2 separate regions of the Anas platyrhynchos genome follow, and region 2 is linked to region 1. The links are chromatin contacts, called in public Hi-C maps. All regions are on one chromosome and are shown on one strand. The core of a region is the stretch at or near the end of the contact, and the rest is flanking DNA. Distances in the headings are between cores, read along the strand shown.

Region 1 (5,879 bases), core at 1,331-3,830:
AGCAAAAATATTATGCTATGAAAATAAATTGTCTCAGTGACAGAAGGTGTCTCTTTCTTTAGTATTTTGACAAAACCAGCAATGGCTAAAGCCATTACAAAGCCAGACAGAGACAGACCTTGGTTCATGGTTTGTCCTCCTGCACTAGCAGGGACATATGACTGGAAGCAGTAGACGAATAACAAGTCTCAGGCAAAACAAGTGTATGTGCAAATTCACTGGTTTCTTATATCACATTCACCAGCCCAGTACCACCAGTTGTAGCTGACTGTACAGGACTTATTTACCATCGTTTTTCTTGGTTTTCCCCAGTTCCATTAACAGTAGTTACAACTCTCATTTTCATTTCTGTAAATTAGGCTTCAGGTTTAACAACCAACTGAGTTAACCTTTAAGGGTTAAAGATGTAATGCAGGCTTGGGTTAACAACTACTATATCTACTTAGATTTCCTTCGCTTTCACTTTCCTGTCACCATAATTATGGGAAAAATGTTTTAGAAGGCTCTATACTGCGGCATTTTACTGACCTTCTGCAAACTCCATCTAATTGAAATAAACAAGACTCAGCAGTGAAAGATTTGGGTTTTAGGAACAGCACATAAGGTTTGGATATGGACAGATGAGGCAGCTGGGAAACAAAATCATTTTCAAGAGATACCAATAACTAATAAGGAAAAATAACAGTTTGGCTTAGTAGTCTGCTTCTGTTGGACTACTCATTGAATTATCCCTTACAATTACATTGTTAAAATAACACATATTTGTTTCCTTATGGGGAGGAAAAAAGAGGAAAGAGTCATTAGAGAAGACAAATGTAAGTTCTCTTTCTCCTCAACATTTTTTATGCAAATGTCTCTATAGCCATTTATTTGAATCCTGGCTCAAGTCCTTGCTACACTATGAGGAAAAAAATGTTTGCCAATGAATTTTGGCATCTTACATTTTTAACTGTAAAATTGCTCACTGGAGTATTTCCATAACTGTCCTTTCACAAATCACAAACAATACTTTAATTTTGTACACATAATTTATAAACTCACTGATTACTCGCCACTCTTAAGGAATATACACATAGAAGTAGATTTGTAGCCTTAATTGGCATGCAGATTGTAGAAAGAACGGCTTTTGTTTTGCTGTACGGTACTTACAACCATGAATTTGAACAGAATCAAACCCCTACGAAAGCAAAATAAATATAAGTGTGACAACAAATGCATTTTTAGATCTCTCAATGGAGGCCAGTTCTGAAGCTGAATTCACAGGAGTAGGGCCTTATACCTTTTGTACAACCTGAACTAATAGGTGATTTTCCTGGTGAGCCTCTAACTGTGTAGCTCTAATATCAGGCACAGGGCAAAATGTTAAGTAGTAGCAAATTGAGACAGATTCCTCACACTGCTTTGTTATTACAACTGCATCAAAGTGCAGCTTGGCATGAATGTCAAGTGTCACTGCCCCAATTAAAAACAATACATACACAACTCTTAAACATGGTATCGAGTCATAAAGAGAAAACAATATAGAATGTTAGTGATAAAAACAAACGAGTTTCCAAACCACACATTATAAACACAGCCTTTTCGCTATTTTATATTCCTTTGTTCTCACCCGTGTCGTTCATTCTACATTCACCTATAGAGGAAAAAACAATAGCTTTCCACGTATTTTTATGTATTAATATTTATTACAGATATCTGACAAATACAAATACCTGTGGTAAATATTTCCTAAGGCAGCACTTGCTTATCTGTCATGCTCCCCTTCCTCTTGAAGCATTGTGCCTTTAAGGTTGTCAGGGCAAAAATCCTGGCTTCTCCTACATGCTCCCTTTGCTTCCCCTTGCAGTTCAGTGGGAACAGGGACACTTTGTGGCTGCTCACACAATGCATACAACCAACGACCCAGGCAGGGTTAGAATTTGCACACAATTGTTTTGGCATGTCCATTGTGGGATGCTGCCTGGTCTTTGTATGATCTGAGCCAAAGTCACTGAAATCAGAAAGGTCCAGTGACTTCAGTGGATTTTTAGTCAGGCTCCTCACGGCATGCAAGCAGCACTGTCTTCTAATAGCTGTCAGGGACTGAAGTTTTAAGCGGTATTGCACATTTTTCCTGTCAAATTCTGCTGTCACCTTGAAAACAGAAGGCTGTAAATGCAGACACATTTTCCTGTTTGCTGCAGGAATCTGCGCACCCCTGGCTTGCTGACTGAGGTAGCTGAAACACCACAAAACCCATTTAAGCAACGCAACGGGGGCCTCAGTGCCACAGCGGAAAACTGTGCAACGTGTCTCAGAGTCTGCAGGTGGTAGGGCAGAACAGGGTTGAGGTACAAAAGGGCACCAAATGGACAGAAACTGAGGATGGGTGGCTGGTGCATCTGGCTGTCGAGGGGCATCGCTGGGCGAGCTCCAGTGTGCCGGTCGGCCATCTCAGTGGTCCCCATGGGTGTGTGGGGCTGTGGTGGCAGTGGGGGTAGTACTTATACTTACTTCGTTGATGCTGATCTCAGCCTCCACATACTGGAGCCCTTTCTGGAGGATGGAGATGAGTGCAGCAGGTGGCACTAGTGTTCCGTTGATGTTGGACTGACTGATGTGGCTCTCGATACCGAACGTGAAGGCCGAGTGGGAGAAACCTGAGAGCAGGAAAAGGAAGCCATGACATGAAATCTGAACGCACCAGCCAGATACACCTTCACGGTCTAAAAATAATCCTGCCTCAAGATCAGAAAGACGCTGCAGCATAAATGGGGGAAGGCGGGCGGGCTGCAGGCGACCCAGAGGTTAACGAGAGCCATCCTGGCGCCCCCACCACCTCCTGTCCTGTCCTGTCCTGTCCCCCTCCCCGCACGCCTCGTCTCGTGGGCAGGCGGCGTCACATGGAAATGGCAACGCACACAGAGGAGAGGAGAGCCGGCTGACTGAAAACCAAAACACAAACATGAAAAAATATGAGTCACCGCAAGGGCAAGGCCAGCTAATAATAAAAATGACTCGGATCTTCATCTTCCTTTCTACGCTTTCGTATCGGTGCTTCCTGAGGCTACAGACTCAAACCCCTGTCAGCGCGCAGGCTGTACAAAATCAGGGCCCCGATGCAGCTCACACAGGGGAGCCGCTCTCTTGTGCAAGGGAAGAGGTTTCAAATCCTCTGGTCACCACATTTATCGCTAACACGACATGCAGAGAGCTGCCATTAAAACACGCAACAACAGAAAGGCCTCTCCCGCAAACCCGTTTTCTGAAAGTGAACAGTAACAGCAAGCGTAATTAATCGCGATCAGCAATGATCAAAACAGCAGATGATGGCCCAACTCGGTGGCCTTTACTTCAACTATAATTCTTTCTTTTTGACATTTCATTTTTGTTGTTGGCCTAGACGTAACCAGTCTCGAAGTGGATCAGTTTTTGGGAGCTGTGCTGTCATTGCCACGAGGACTGGCTTGAGCGTCCGAAGGCAGGCGCCACAGACGGACCGCGCACAGGCGATGCGGGGGGAAGGGAGCACAGGATGTAGATATAACCGTAGGAACCCATTTATCACCACGCTGTCTCCAGAGCATTAATCTAACATTAAAAGCCTTGGGGAAACCACCCATGCGCTGTCTCGAACAGGAAGAGCCCTAGCAGTCTCCACCGACCAGACAAGAGGAAAAAAAAAAAAAAGAAGAAGAAAAAGAAGGCAGCTCACAAATGAAAATACTTCCGTTAAATATAGCTACGCCGCTTCCCCTTGTCAACAGTGGTTTCATTTATAGTTTTGTCCGTTAAGGGATTTCCCCCGTATCACTGCAGTGTCCGATTGTGTGTGGGCTGGCGGATGGGATTTGGGGCTTGCTCCACAGCACTGCTTTCTCTCCCTCTCTCAAACTGTTTTCAAGGCTCTTTTTGCAACCAGCTCAATTACACTCGCAGGCAGCAAAAACAAAGAAAAAGAACGCCTCCCACGTGTGAAAACTGAGGTACGTATTTCTCCGTGATTCTCTTCCCCTACACATTTTATTTCGACGCTGTTTTTCTTCTCTTCCATGTAACAGCCTCTGTCCTCTTCTTTCCCTACCATGCCTCCCCTTCCTAGTACTTCCCCAGTTTTTTGGGATGTTTGGGGACACCTTTTAGAAAGTGTCAGCAGACTTACAAATGATTACAAGGAACGAAAACAAAGCATAGGAAAAAAAAAAAAGAAAAAAAAACTGAAAAATTGCAGTATCATTCATCTAATCCCTGGACCCCTCTTACTCTGTCTTGCTCTTTATGTCTTGTGGTCTAGTTTATGAGCTGCTGGACCTCCTGCTGCATCCAAAATAGACTGTAAGATCTGCAGGGCAGTGCTTTTGCCTTGTTATTTGTTCTGCAGAACATCTAAGCACATTTCTGGGTACCACAACAAGAAGGAAATCGAGCATTGAGCATACACAGCCTGAGTCAGGGAGACCTAGGGTTTGATGGCTGAACACTGAGATCTCTATGTATGTATAAATATACGGCATGCAACTAATCAGAATTAGGGAAACAGATCCTGCTTAATGTATATTTATGTGTATTTAAATTAAACAACAACAGTAATAATACCTTCTTGAAAAGCAGTGGACTTTAAAAGGCATGACGGATTAATCAGCCAATCTACTTAAAAATGCAGAAGACTCAGATAATTAAGCTGTTGTCCAGAAGCACTGAATTTCACTGCTAAAAGAGACAGTAGCTTATCTGTGAGTTGGTAGCTCAGAATTTTGTAAAATGGTCTCTGATTTGATCAAAAGGCAGGTAGCATTAAAATGGCCAACAACACACATATGGTAAAAAAGTGGAAAGCCATGACTGTGGATCTACAGCAGCCTTAATTTTAGCTATGACTTTGTACCTGTCATTAGTACATTTGGTATCTTGCAGACTTTTAGCTGGCTTCTGTCACATCTCATTTCAAGTCACATCTTTGCCAGCAGACGGGTTAATGTTGCATACAGCTAACCTCTTCGGCCAGTTGCCACATCCCTGAAGAGCAACACCTCTCACCTGACTGCGTGTGGGAAAAGGGACTTCTCAGCACAAAACCTAGAGGTGTTATTGAAATGAATCCTTTCATTTGACTGTTTTTCTCCATGATAAGAAACCGTTACCAAAGCATTCAAGAGATGACAAAACACAAAACTCTTGGCTATGTTCTCACAGAATAGCAATCTCACTCACATCTCCAGCACTTGTGACAAATTTTCCCAAAATCTTATCTGGTAAGATCAAAGTACTGAAAATCAACAGAGTGGAACTGCTTAAGTGGGTGCCGCTGGACACTGTGTTCCTCACTCCCCTTGGAAAAATCCTAACATAGCATGGTCCTAACATGGTATTTAAAAGAAAAGCAAACACCAAGAAATAACTCAAACAAACAACTGATAGCTAATTATCTCCCAATTTCTTGTATCCTGATAAACCACAGAATTTATATAATGCAACATGAAAGTACATGGATTTTAAAAGTCACACACAGTTAAGAAAATCCTGAATGAAGCTGTACCCACGTCAGGTTCCTGATAACACTGAAAAATCACTTGAGCTTCACTTTTATAGTTACCAGATGTCATCAGTTCTCTTTGGGGCTCTGTGTGCGAGTGCACTGAATTATATAGTGATGTTGCAGCTCTTTATAGTTCAGTCATATAAAAAGGTGATTTCTATTAAACGAAGGCAAGTTTCTTTTAAATGCTAGCTATTTAAATGCTTGTGTTACAAATGTTAACTTGGCCCTCCTTCTGAAGTTCATGAAACCACATTAGGAAGCGCAAAGCCAAGAAACCAGCACACCACCCCCTCGGTGACTGTGCAGGCTGTCAAGGCAGTCAGGGAGCGAGAACAGCAGGAGAACGTGCTCAGCAAACGGG
Region 2 (6,297 bases), core at 2,366-4,865, 150 kb after region 1:
GAGAAGGGTTATTAAAAAAAAATCTACACAATGTAACAAAACTGACGCCAAAAATTAATGTTGGTATAAATTACCACCTGCAAAAACAAAGATTATTACTTGTGTACGATGTATACACCCACAAAGTAGTAAGTCATAAAAAATAAGATATCATCACATCCTTAAGAAGCTTACATTATAATTAAATCAGTGGTTTTTAATCTCTTGAAATTTGTGGACCTATAAAGATACCTTGAATAGTGAATTTGAACAGAAGGCCAATAGACTTCCTTTTTTTCCCCACAGATCTCTTAAAAAAAAGTCTGTGTCCCCTAGAAGCTTGTAAGCTGTGGTTTGAAACTACAGATTTAGAGAACTGATAAATATTAGTGCTGTTATTTACCTAGTAGCTTTAGTCTTCAAAAAACAAACCAAGAATGCACAAAAATACCAAAAGACAACTGTAACATTTGAGCAAATGTCTGCATGTGATGGGGAGCTCAGAAAACTGGAGAAAATAAAAAGGGAAAACTTGGGAAAAATTAATATATACCTATTTATACATATTATGGTGTAGAGTATAATGCTGAAATAGATTTTGATAATGTTGTTTACCAGTAATAGGTCAAACAGCTCTAACTTTGCCATTTTTATGAACGCATTTGGCTAACATTCAAAAGAACACATCCATAGACTAATGAGGGTAAAACGCTGGCTCAAAGGAGACAGAAGCAAACGGTCTGTCAGTATAATATTTGCAAACTGTTGAAATCAATAAATTCAACCTAACCAAATGCAGTGCATACAAACAGAAATTAAAAGGCTGTGGCAATTGGCGAATACATAAACGATGTTTCAGGCCACAGGGCATGCTTTCTCACATACGTTAGCACGTTAAATAGGCTGGCAAGACATTCTCCCTGCTTGAGACACCAGAGAAGTAACCATATGCATTTCCGAAGACAAAAAGAACAATTAAGATAATGCTTAAAGTGCAATTAGATATTTATGTAAAAAAGAACTATCTATAGAACGTCCAAGTCATCAAAAATGTCCAAGTCATAAAATTTACTTCTAAAACTAGAGAATATAATGCTCTTTCTACCCAGTTTTCCACTGTTGACATACATAGAGCAGCTACCCCAGAGCAAACCAATAAGTAAAAAAGCCCACATACACCACATTGCCAATACACAGCCATACTCATTCTAGGCTTTTTTTTTTTTCCCCTTCACTTGGGAGCAGCAAATCATGTTTATTTCTATGGCCAACATCTCCCATGACAGATGAAGCACAGCACCGTGCACTGCCAGGTTTCTGCCTTCAAGCACAGCCCGGCTGATGCCACCCCAGCCAGCAGCAGGACTGAGAGCTCAGCAAGGCTTTGCTGTGATGGCCTGGGTCAGCTGGCTGTGATCCATCTCAGGCTGCACAGAGCCAGGCTGCTGAGACTGGTAGCAGCATGGGTTACAGAAGGCACTGCTTCTGTTACTGAGCAGATGCAAAAGATGCAGGGTGCTCTACTGCCAAGGGTGAAGCCTGGCTTGGGGTCCTCCCAGAGGGTACGATGCAGGTAACGCTTAGGCAAAGGTGTGCATCAGCTGCTGGGCTGTGTTGAGGGCTTCTGTTTTAACAGGTCACGGTCAGCAGAGGAGCTTTGAGACTACACACGATATGGATGGACAACAACAAGAGCATCCTGCCAATGCTCACAAGGTGCTCGATGGGCGGCTGCTGTTAGAGTTTGTGAGACCTTTTGATGTGGGCTGGCCTGAAAAACTACAGGCACTTGTCTGAGAAAAGCCACAGGCTCTAATCACTGACCTAAGTTGGACATTTTCCAAAATACGTACTTAGAACCTCAAGCTGCTAAGTTTCACACTTTCTACTGCAAAATACTACACCTCTGAAAATGCTGAGATAAGTCAAGAGAGCTTTTGCACATTTTAAAGAAACTGGGCTCCAAATCTGGACTTCATGTTTGTCAGCCACATGAACTTCAAACAACACAGTGAGGACTCAGGTAATAATGGTATTCAAAACAGATAATAGAAGTTATACTATATGAAAAAGACTACTTAATTAGGCTACAGGAGGAGGAAGGGACACTGCATTGCCTATTTCATTACCAGAATACTGACTTTCAGTGTAAAAGCTAAAAATCACGCACACCATTACTCAGGCACTTTAAAAAAGACTGAAATACACTGACTTAACCAGTCAAGAATCTGTACTGTCATCATGTAAGGCTTGATCCTAGAAGTCTTCTGCATGTTGCCGAGGAAGTTTTTACAGTTTCGGACAATATCTATAACTGGATTTGTTGCGTGTTCAGAACACAAATGTATGATCAACGTGGCCCTTGCTGGCACTACCCACACACTGAGGAGCTGACAAAGAAAAATTGTGAAACATTAAAAGCCTCCAGTGAAATGAAATCTCTTAAACACCACTGGAAACTCCAATAGTCTTTAAGCAGATGAGAAAAAAAGAATGAAAAAAAAAGTTTTTAAAAGTTTAAAAGCTGTTAAAAAAAAGGTTGGAAAAATGCTACCGAGGTTTGTTCCACAGCAACCTAATACACTAATTCAACTCTGTTAGCCAAGAACATAATTCACAGATTAACAAATTAAAGCAATCATTACTTCTAACCCTGAACTCTTCAACAAAAGAGAAAACTTTTTTCATAATTTCCTTTTGATACTTTGCTATCCTAATTTATTTATAATTTGATGGAAAGTAAGATTGTACTATAGTAAGCAGAACTTGACATTCACACTTTTTAATAAACCAGATGTAAAATAAATTGTCAATGCTTTTCGATCTTTGAAATTTCTAAGAAAACATGAATAGAAACTTCATAGTAGTTCTGTAGGATGTCAGGCAGATAAATCATCACATTCCACTGAAATTATCTAACTGCAGAAAGGAGTGCCCTATCAATTGTCTTGTAAAGATATTAAGTAACAAATTTTTCTTTTAACAGATACATATCCCAATTTACCAAAAAAAATCAAGGAATAAAGTTGTAGTTCCAAACAACCCCATGGTGATATGAAGATAGTAATAAGCAACTACAAAAGTATGTATTTTAAAATATGTGCAGAAGACATGCTACTTTTTTAATATGAGAAATTAATTTATTTCATGCTATATGACATACAGCAGGTGTATAGATACATGTACATACCTACTAATAAGCACAACGCAGCTTATCTACAAATCCACCATTCACTGAGTATGATCAAACTGACGGTGTATAATGGCATTAAACACACTGACATCAGAGAACACTGAACCCGTCCAGGTGTCAAAAGTTTTTTTGTTTTTTTGTTTTTTTTTTTTTTAATCCAAAATATATGCTGCTGGTAACGTCATAAACACCGTGACGAATATGCTTCTTACTCTAAGCAAGATTTAAATGAAAAAAAATCATATACACATCAGTAATCACATATGCATACATACACACAAAGCGTTAAAAAAAACAAAGAAAAAACGGACACAAAAAGCCAGTGCTGTAACCACAAAATAACGTTGACATATTAGAAAATACCCACATAGTTTATATGCTACCATCATAATAGTGAAGAAATGCACTGGAATAAGTGTTCTGAAGATGTGTCATCCTAGCCAAGAAAAAAATACAGTTCAAAACATTCCTAAAAATTTTTTGTTGGCTGCTTGACAGTCTGCAAGTTAAAACCAGTGGAGCCTGGCTTTTGAGGTAACCTCCTCCCACTCTTCCTCCTCTTCCTTGTAAACTGCCCGTCATGGCCTAAACTCCATTCTATTTTTTACCTAACCTCTACCCAGCACCACCAGACTACGTAGCAAATACATGACAGTGGTCCCCCAGACAAGCTGACTTGATTCATCAGCAGTGAAAGTAATCATTACGTGAACGTTCCAGTCTGTGCATTATACAGAGCTCACATTCACTGTTTTCTTCTTCTCCAGTATTGTATTTAGGGCCATCTTTTTCAGCTCGCCTTATGTTTTTTTCTAAGCACATAAAATCCTGTGAGAATGAAGCTGGATGAATTTTTATGATACACTGTCATGCTCTGCTTTCAAATTAATTGGCTCATTTAAATTAACTGGTTATTTAAGACACTTATTGATACAAGCAGAAGCATCAGAGCCTAGGGTTTGCTTTTTTTTTGTAATATAAAAACAGATTCCCACAAATTCTTAATGAATTATATAATAACAGCAATACAAAATAGAAAGCACTAATGAAAATGGAATTAAAGAGACCTTCAGTACCTTTCACACAGAATGACAAAGTCTGTGTCCTGTGAACACCATGCCACGTTATTAAAAATTCACCTGCTCCTGTTCTTTTCTTTCATTTCTGAGAACTGGATGGATGGGAAAGAAGATACGCTCCTCATTAGAATAATTCTCATGCCTGCCTTTTATCTGTGCCTTCCAGCTTACAGTATTTTAAGAGTAAAAATAAAAGAAGTAAACTATATTAACTACACAGAACTATACGAGCTTTTTTAAATGACTGAAAAAGGCAACAGAATTAAATCCAAAAAGTAAAAAACAGCAAAGTTAAACCAAAAGGAAAGAGAGTTGTGTACATATAATTGGCAATACCTTCTGAAAAATCAAAGGGATTTGGTGTGCTTCAATCAAGTCTACAATCACATTGCTTTCCTAGACGTCTAATTCCTACACGTGTGTAAAGGGGTACAAGAAGAGTTAAGTTTGTTTTGTAACTGTAAAAGGCACCAGATAGATATATCCTTGGAAACTAATCCCCACAATATGAATAGGCACCGCCTGTGCTAGGGTTCTCTGTCCTACCCTGTCAGCAAAGCTCAGCCCTATCTGCGAGGAATGCTAGGAAAGAGGGGAGTTCTGCCTCCATCTCTGCTGAGATCTGGGATCTGGGTTTGTATTTTACTTCTAGGAGTGACCAAAAACCAAGTAGTGGATTAAAATAAATAAGTAAATAAACCAAGGAGGAAGAAATGAAGAGGTGATGACTGTGATGGCACCCCAGCCACAGCCTCCCCGCCGGCCCTGGTCCGTGGGCACAGGCACAGCGGCCGTGCCCGAGCTGGCCGCCTTCCAGCGAGCAGGTTGAGCACAGCACAGCACACCGCCACTGTGCCTCACCTCCACCTTCCCCACAGGCCTGACGGCCAGACTGGCCCCGTCCCACACTCATCTCACTGCCTCTGCACCGCCCCAGGTGCTGCTGCTGGGCCTTGATATCCCTGCATATCCTGGTGAAGGGCCCGAGAGCACAACCATTGCACCGCAGCACGTTTCTTCAGCCTCGGGACAGTTCCTTTTTTCTCTAAATCTGAGGGTTTTTGACTACATTAATGCTGTGTGTATGTAAGCACGTGCACGCAGAGAGGACAATTAGTTAGTTCATGTTAAAAGATTAGTATTTGTGAAACCCGTTAACAATCCCAGCTGAGACTGTGTGCTAACACAAGTCTGAACCCTAATGGGTCTCTGGACGCACTCGTGCCCTGCCAGCAGCGACCGGGCTGGAGACAACAAGCGACCTGAAGCTGCTGAACAACACCGAAGCTATCAGATGGCCGTAACAATTTGTAAGCACAAGTTACCAACATACATGGATTTGCAAAAGCTCAGTCTTTGACTCAACATCTACCAACCACGCAGTGTGAAGGTCAGTTCTTTTGGAAGAACTTCTTCCCAGTAATTTTGCTGTCGGCTACTGGACCATGGTCCAATCAGCACAGGCTCATCAGCGGACACTTCTAAGCATGAAACACACGCTAGCAGCCCTATCCATGTAATCATAACAGTGCCACAGCATCCTTTCACTAGCGCTCCTATAGCACGTGATTCTTCTGCTCGGACTTGTAAATCGTATGTAGTTGGCTTCACTCTTGATCTGGGGAGCACACCTTGCAGCCTGGCTTCAGTGGTAAGGGATTAACGAGGAGCCAACAGTGCTGCACAGCAAAATGCCCCAGAAACCAAAGTTGTACACCCAGTGCAGTTTGCTGCCTTCAAAAAGAAGCACAACAAATGCATTATTCTGCAGAACGACAAAGGGAATCTATCCACCAGAAGAAAATCCTCCTTGTTTTCCCAAAGACAATGTCAAAGGATATTTTCCAAGTATTTTAATGCCTAAGGGAAAAAAAAAGTTGCTTCTTTGCTGTATCAATAATTTATTGTAGGTATGGAAAAGTTGTGTTACAGTAGGAAAGAAACAGAGTAAAATCGCATTTGATGTTACCACATCTTTCCACCTAAGCAAATTACGGTTTCATATGATAGAACACATTCTGAACCCACAACATAACAGTAAGTTGA

The links. A called contact is a pair of places that touch in the nucleus more often than the background predicts.
Region 2: a Hi-C map of subcutaneous adipose tissue shows a contact between it and region 1, with 2.1 times the contacts expected there. The contact joins two enhancer-like sites. A contact is called at or near these places in 4 of 8 Hi-C or Micro-C datasets (liver, skeletal muscle, small yellow follicle and 1 more).

The regions. Positions count from the first base shown.
Region 1 is chr1:131,815,226-131,821,104 of IASCAAS_PekinDuck_T2T, forward strand. It overlaps TBL1X (transducin beta like 1 X-linked), which reads right to left. Exons shown (of 17, transcript XM_072029631.1): 5 at 2,494-2,639. Among named protein-coding and RNA genes, the nearest start is that of GPR143, 66 kb to the left of the region's middle. Within about 2 kb of position 2,581, at least 2 of the 8 cell types and tissues checked have an H3K27ac peak or open chromatin away from gene starts, as enhancers often do. A contact at or near this core is called in subcutaneous adipose tissue, where this site is marked.
Region 2 is chr1:131,967,441-131,973,737 of IASCAAS_PekinDuck_T2T, forward strand. The region is part of intron 1 of TBL1X (transducin beta like 1 X-linked); the gene reads right to left. Among named protein-coding and RNA genes, the nearest start is that of TBL1X, 49 kb to the right of the region's middle. Within about 2 kb of position 3,616, at least 1 of the 8 cell types and tissues checked has an H3K27ac peak or open chromatin away from gene starts, as enhancers often do. A contact at or near this core is called in subcutaneous adipose tissue, where this site is marked.